2 separate regions of the Rattus norvegicus genome follow, and region 1 is linked to region 2. A link is a contact called in public Hi-C data. All regions are on one chromosome and are shown on one strand. Each heading gives the region's core, a stretch centred on a gene start, on an enhancer-like site or on the middle of the called end of the contact. The rest is flanking DNA. Distances are from core to core; before and after follow the strand shown.

The links. A called contact is a pair of places that touch in the nucleus more often than the background predicts.
Region 1: a Hi-C map of the A7r5 cell line shows a contact between it and region 2, with 3 times the contacts expected there. The contact joins two enhancer-like sites. A contact is called at or near these places in 10 of 12 Hi-C or Micro-C datasets (the A7r5 cell line, Schwann cells, frontal cortex and 6 more) and 1 of 1 datasets of contacts at active chromatin or transcription factors (oligodendrocytes).

Annotation. Positions count from the first base shown.
Region 1 is chr13:64,877,921-64,881,812 of GRCr8, forward strand. It overlaps a transcript of Pdc not described here. Among named protein-coding and RNA genes, the nearest start is that of Pdc, 28 kb to the right of the region's middle. Within about 2 kb of position 2,436, at least 5 of the 93 cell types and tissues checked have an H3K27ac peak or open chromatin away from gene starts, as enhancers often do. A contact at or near this core is called in the A7r5 cell line, where this site is marked.
Region 2 is chr13:64,433,316-64,436,883 of GRCr8, forward strand. The region is part of intron 17 of Pla2g4a (phospholipase A2 group IVA); the gene reads right to left. Among named protein-coding and RNA genes, the nearest start is that of Pla2g4a, 140 kb to the right of the region's middle. Within about 2 kb of position 1,361, at least 6 of the 93 cell types and tissues checked have an H3K27ac peak or open chromatin away from gene starts, as enhancers often do. A contact at or near this core is called in the A7r5 cell line, where this site is marked.

The DNA.
Region 1 (3,892 bases), core at 1,186-3,685, 450 kb after region 2:
AAATACCAATCCAATTCTTCAAAGAGTTAGACAGAACAATTTGCAAATTCATCTGGAATAACAAAAAACCCAGGATAGCTAAAGCTATCCTCAACAATAAGAGGACTTCAGGGGGAATCACTATCCCTGAACTCAAGCAGTATTACAGAGCAATAGTGATAAAAACTGCATGGTATTGGTACAGAGACAGACAGATAGACCAATGGAATAGAATTGAAGACCCAGAAATGAACCCACACACCTATGGTCACTTGATTTTTGACAAAGGAGCCAAAACCATCCAATGGAAAAAAGATAGCATTTTCAGCAAATGGTGCTGGTTCAACTGGAGGGCAACATGTAGAAGAATGCAGATCGATCCATGCTTATCACCCTGTACAAAGCTTAAGTCCAAGTGGATCAAGGACCTCCACATCAAACCAGACACACTCAAACTAATAGAAGAAAAACTAGGGAAGCATCTGGAACACATGGGCACTGGAAAAAATTTCCTGAACAAAACACCAATGGCTTATGCTCTAAGATCAAGAATCGACAAATGGGATCTCATAAAACTGCAAAGCTTCTGTAAGGCAAAGGACACTGTGGTTAGGACAAAACGACAACCAACAGATTGGGAAAAGATCTTTACCAATCCTATAACAGATAGAGGCCTTATATCCAAAATATACAAAGAACTCAAGAAGTTAGACCGCAGGGAAACAAATAACCCTATTAAAAAATGGGGTTCAGAGCTGAACAAAGAATTCACAGCTGAGGAATGCCGAATGGCCGAGAAGCACCTAAAGAAATGTTCAACATCTTTAGTCATAAGGGAAATGCAAATCAAAACAACCCTGAGATTTCACCTCACACCAGTGAGAATGGCTAAGATCAAAAACTCAGGTGACAGCAGATGCTGGCGAGGATGTGGAGAAAGAGGAACACTCCTCCATTGTTGGTGGGATTGCAGACTGGTAAAACCATTCTGGAAATCAGTCTGGAGGTTCCTCAGAAAATTGGACATTGAACTGCCTGAGGATCCAGCCATACCTCTCTTGGGCATATACGCAAAAGATGCCTCAACATATAAAAGAGACACGTGCTCCACTATGTTCATCGCAGCCTTATTTATAATAGCCAGAAACTGGAAAGAACCCAGATGCCCTTCAACAGAGGAATGGATACAGAAAATGTGGTACATCTACACAATGGAATATTACTCAGCTATCAAAAACAACGAGTTTATGAAATTCGTAGGCAAATGGTTGGAACTGGAAAATATCATCCTGAGTGAGCTAACCCACTCACAGAAAGACATACATGGTATGCACTCATTGATAAGTGGCTATTAGCCCAAATGCTTGAATTACCCTAGATCCCTAGAACAAACGAAACTCAAGACGGATGATCAAAATGTGAATGCTTCACTCCTTCTTTAAATGAGGAAAAAGAATACCCTTGGCAGGGAAGGGAGAGGCAAAGATTAAAACAGAGACTGAAGGAACACCCATTCAGAGCCTGCCCCACAGGTGGCCCATACATATACAGCCACCCAATTAGACAAGATGGATGAAGCAAAGAAGTGCAGACCGACAGGAGCCGGATGTAGATCGCTCCTGAGAGACACAGCCAGAATACAGCAAATACAGAGGCGAATGCCAGCAGCAAACCACTGAACTGAGAATAGGTCCCCCGTTGAAGGAATCAGAGAAAGAACTGGAAGAGCTTGAAGGTGCTCGAGACCCCAAAAGTACAACAATGCCAAGCAACCAGAGCTTCCAGGGACTAAGCCACTACCTAAAGACTATACATGGACTGACCCTGGACTCTGACCTCATAGGTAGCAATGAATATCCTAGTAAGAGCACCAGTGGAAGGGGAAGCCCTGGGTCCTGCTAAGACTGAACCCCCAGTGAACTAGACTATGCGGGGAGGGTGGCAATGGGGGGAGGTTTGGGAGGGGAACACCCACAAGGAAGGGGAGGGGGGAGGGTGATGTCTGTCCGGAAACCGGGAAAGGGAATAACACTTGAAATGTATATAAGAAATACTCAAGATAATAAAAAAAAAAAATAAAGCTTCTGCCACATCACCTAGTGATCCTTAAGAAATATATTTGTTAGGCAAATTCATAAGGATTAGACTTATTCTAACTCAAGTTGGCTAAGTTCATTCTACATCCATGTTATAACCCAAATATATTAAGCTATAAAAAGTTGTTTTCTTTAGGAAATTAAGATCCTGACCCTGGATCTGATATAACAATAAATACTTTTTTCTTTTGTTTTTAGTTTTCATAAGGTGAATGTTTTCAGTGGTTCAGGTTTCTATCATCTTACATTCTTTAAGCATAACTTTTAAAACTACTGGAAGCTGCCCAGTTGATCCTAGACAGTCATACCCCCTGCTGCTCAGTCAAGCAGATGACTAAAACTAAGTCAAGCAAGTTTACAGAAATCAGTGCAAGTGGAAAAAGGATAAATTCACTCGGTATTTGAAGTGGAAAAGTAAAACATGAGTCGACTTTAAACTGTATTTTTAATATGCTTCAGATTTCCTAAACTATAATTTTAGTGACTCATCTGGAAATTATTGTGTCTGTCTTATTCAGGGAATCTCAGAAAAAATGTACAGTCACCACGGAGCCCTCAGGAAATCAGGTATGGGGTTTCAAGATATCTGTCCTACGGTAGTCAAAGCACTAGCCATGCTTATTTCTCCAGGACTAGTCAGCATCACTTGGCGAATGAATCAAGCCATCTCCTTGAGAGAACTCCGCAACTTCCTTTATGCCCAGATTGCAAAACTCTGACCTGGCTTGCCTGGGAAGATACTAAAACTAAGACAATTTCTCTAATTACATCGTAATACCTTTTAAGTGCTAAATCAGTGGTACTCGACCAGGGGCTGTTGGCATGTCTTACGTGGATGACAATAATATTTAGAGATATTTTGGTTGTTGTACCTAAGGTGACAACAGGATTCCTATAGACGCCTGGTAGATTCAGTTCAGAAATGTTGAAAAAAATGTCTCAGATAACCAGGGCAGTCCCCACAACAAGGAACTGCCTGGTCCAAAAGAGCAGTAGCATCAAAGCATGTGCCAAACATAGTTTCTCAGCTTTCTGAGGACCCTCAGCATCTTTGTAGGTCCATTTCAATTTATTACCTTTGGCAAGTTTTTCCTAAATCAATGTACAGTATTAGCGTCACTGACTAGACTTCCTACATATAATTTAGATTTGATTTGATGCTGACTCATATTAACAAACTAGTGAAAAGTATTTTACTGTTTTTCCAGCAAAAAAATGTTTGGATAATATTTCTAATAAGTTATATTGCCAATGTCAATCACTGAATCACTTTAGTAAGAATAAATACAACTTCAAAGGCTAGATATTTTGGCCTCCGATATCAGCTAATGCTCTACCGGTAAATAAAGTTGAAAACTTTGATCTATGTTTTCATAAACTTGCAAGCCGGTCATCAAAGCAATGACAGCTATGAAAAGAACAAATGAAAGCCAAGGAAAGCCCAGTGTTAAGAGTTTACTCCCAAAATTCTCATTCAAGTAGTTGTCCTGAGCGAAGGGGTCCTTAAAGACATCATTTATCATTTCTATATTAATTGACCTTTATTTCTCTGGCTCTAGACAATCTCTTAATATATTTATCAAGTGCAAAATTCTCCAAATGCAGATGGAGGAGTCCATCAAGGTCATGAATTGCATGGAGTGTATTAAGGCTCAGAATAAGTAATCCTATGTGCCTTGGCTCAAAGACAGTTGTCTACTCCAAAACGTCTACCTGGAAATTCATGTTAAAATATAATCCCCATCATAAGAAGGTGGAAACTTTATCCCACTACAGCGATGATAAGTAAGGCTTCTGGAAGGTGACTAGAATTAGAT
Region 2 (3,568 bases), core at 111-2,610:
TAAAGTAGGTCAGGATATTCAATTTTCAGATTATCTTTCGCATAGGCAAACACTGTAATTTGTACCTAGCCAGTGTAATCATAATGATGAAATGCCATTAGACTGAAAATTAACTCGTAGAACTTAGGACATGTACTTCCCTCACTCTGATTAACACACACTTTTTAACACAGCAATGGTCAACATCAACTGCCATCTTGTCACACTCTAGAATCGCCTAGGAGATAAACCTCTGAGCATATCTGTGACCAGCAAGTTAAGTGCAGTGGGAAAATCAACTTAGAATTGGGCAGCATCATCCCACGGACCGTCGTTCTCACCACTCTGTGACTGTCAATGCTGCTTCACCTGCTACGGTCATACCTTCACCACCATCATGGATGATACCCTCCACTCCTGAACCAAATCACACATCTCCTGCTTTTGTCACACAATGAACAAGAGAAGTAACTACTAAAAACACTTTATGAAACCATCTGACAAAAATTTAAGCAGACGGTGCACACCAGCAATTATTGAACTTAGTGATGTGTAATAGTATCGTAGAATGTGCCTGAATTTGCCTACCGAACGGATAACTAAATAAGAATGGAAAACAAGCCAAGTCAACAAGTACTTAAAACAGCCCTCCCAACCCACGTTCTCTCCATATCAAAGTAATGGCTTCTAAGCGTACATGCCACATGGGCAGGTATGTATTGTAAACAGGCTTCATGGTCAACAACTCCATCTACAACCAGCGGCAACTTTTATTCTCGCCCTCATTATATTCAACCAGTCAGTGACTTATAAAAACAAATACACAAAAATACATTGTATATTCATTGGAGGTGCCAGGCATTATGATCACTATTCCCAGAGAACAGAAGATAAACGCCATGTTTTTTTTATGGTGTTCATAATGTATACTTATAAGCAGAAAAGAATACAGAAAGTAAAAATTGTTCATTATATTTGCTGTTTCAATTTCCTGAGATCCTATTACATCCTAAGTCCTTAAGTTATATGAACCAAACTCCTGATCCTATAAAATGTATTGCTGATTCCCCTTACAACAGGAGAAAATAATCTACACGTTCAAGGTCACCCAGTTAAGAGACAGCTGAGCAATGACTAGACACACAATTTTGTCTGAATCCAAAGCCTCTGCCTACCACGTACCACAAGTCCACCAGTCTAAGTCACTATACCCTAAGTTTCTAATAGGGAAAAGAAAAATCTAAATCCCACAAAATTCCCTAACTGTAAAAGCATTGCGGCAGTGTTCATCGCAAAGGAATTTGGGAGGACTGAGTAAGTACAGAAAATTGACGCTCATGAGAAAGCCAGACTGCTGTCAAAAAGTGAGCCAAAGCAGAAATACAGTGCTCGGAAGGACGTCCTCGGAGAGTAGCCAGCAGGAGTTCCCAGCTGCTGGATACCCAGAGGCCTTTTCAGACCAAACCCAGATCAGAAAGCAAATTGCAAGGAGACACCTTAAGCCACAGTGTATCTGGCCACAAGGTTGAAAATTGTCTTAGGATTTGGTAGATTAACGACTTTGTATCGTGTTTTATTCCAGTTTATGCCATGTGAAAACCACTCTGACGATCCACATGCAGTTTTGCTTACGTGCAGTCCGTGTTCTGCTCCACCCATGTGGTGTGGAAGGTTTTAAGCAACTGAAGTTAATGTATGTTGCTGCAATGTAAGCCTAGCAAAACTTGAATAATTTTTATGCATCACCACTTACCAATAATTTTTATGACAAAATGTGTTTATTCTTGGATATATGCTATGCAAGAGGCCACCAAGAAATAAGATATCAGTAAAAATAGAATAACACACACACACACACAACACACACACACACACACACACACACACACATGCACACGCATACACATACTCAGAAGCACTTAAATGTAAGTCAAAATGGCCATTTAATTTAGGAAAAAGCATACACTCATAAATTTAAAACATTTACTTAATGCCTATCCTGTCACCATCTCTACAATTTGTTTATATGGTAAATCCTTAACGTTTTCACTGTTTAATTTGTAGATTCTCCATGCACATCAGGCAGCAGGAGGTTGGCATGCATAGCTAAGATCATCATGTTTAAATGGCTTATGCTTGCAGGGAACTATTAATGCCCTACATGGTTACACATTCACAGTCACACTGCCCCTATAATGAATCCTATTGTTCCTGCTTTCAAGATGAAAAATCCAAACCTCTTGAAGTTGGAGTAGAATGTTCAGTTACAAGTGGTCGATGGTGATTCAAATGAGAGAGACTCCCAAAGCCTCATATATTTGAATGCTTGTTCCCTAGTCGGTGGACCTGTTTGGGAAGGATCACATTAGGTGGCCTGTTGGAGTATGTGTATCACTCCGGGTGGGCTTTGGTATTTCAAAAGTCCATGCCATCATCAGTTAGCTTTCTCTCTGACTTGTAGTTATGTCTCAAGTTGTAAGCCCTTGGTTAATACTCCAGTACTATGCTTGCCTGCTTGCTGCCCTGCTTCCCTGCTATGGTGATCACAAAGTCATCCTCTGAAATAGCCCCAGTGAACTTTCTCCTATAAGTTGGCTTGGTCACAGCATCTTATGGAAGCAATAAAAACATAACTAAGACGTCACCTAACCTTCATGTGAAGATACTCTAATACCCCTATCTTTGCCTGTAAATGTCATGCTTCAAATGTTAGCAGAAGCTATAAAAAATGTTGGTTTACACAAAAGGGGGTAGTTGACTGCAGAAACTCACAGTGGTTATGACATCAAGCATGGGATCTGTACAAGCTCAAACCAGACAAAATCCTATCATGGGGCGGGGATAGTGGTTATGAAGTTCTAGCTGTACCTCAGGAGTTATCGGTAACTGACAGAAGCACTTTTATTCTCTAAGGATATTACACTTTCTAATGGATGGTCACACAATCAAGAAGATTGTATCCACTAACTGGACTTTCTATAGTAAAAAAGAAAAAAAGAGAAACAATGTTGGGTGTGATAGAATTGGGATGTCCCTTTGGGAAAAGTTTGGGGGTAACACTGACTATCATAAAAATACGATGTATAAAATTCTCACGTGTCAAATATTTTATTATATGTAATGCTTAGTAAATAGGTTGTGAAGATACAATGTTTATTAAGCTCAGGATGATTGTTTTGGAAATCAGTCTATTTTTGTCCAGGCTTTAAGTCTTTCACGTCTGCATCAAATAAACTGCGTGGAGGAACGCTTGTAAGGCATGTAAGGAGAACTATACAATAACTTACAGCAAATGTCTTATCGGGTCTAATATAAACAAGAACTGAAAATAGCAAGAGAAATGTAGTTGTTTAAAATATATATGGGAGTATGTTTCTAAGGGGATATTTATGGTTCCTACAATTCTAGTTCCTTTCATTAAAGGTTAGTTTATCAAATTTAATAGATTTTACCCCAAAGATTATATGAGTCTATTCATTTCAAAATAGAAAATGAGGATCTCCTTAGCTCTCTTTTCTTTCAGTATCATTAAACTTTACAAAAAACACAACCCTACATGAACTGGAGAGATGGCTCAGCAATTAAGAAC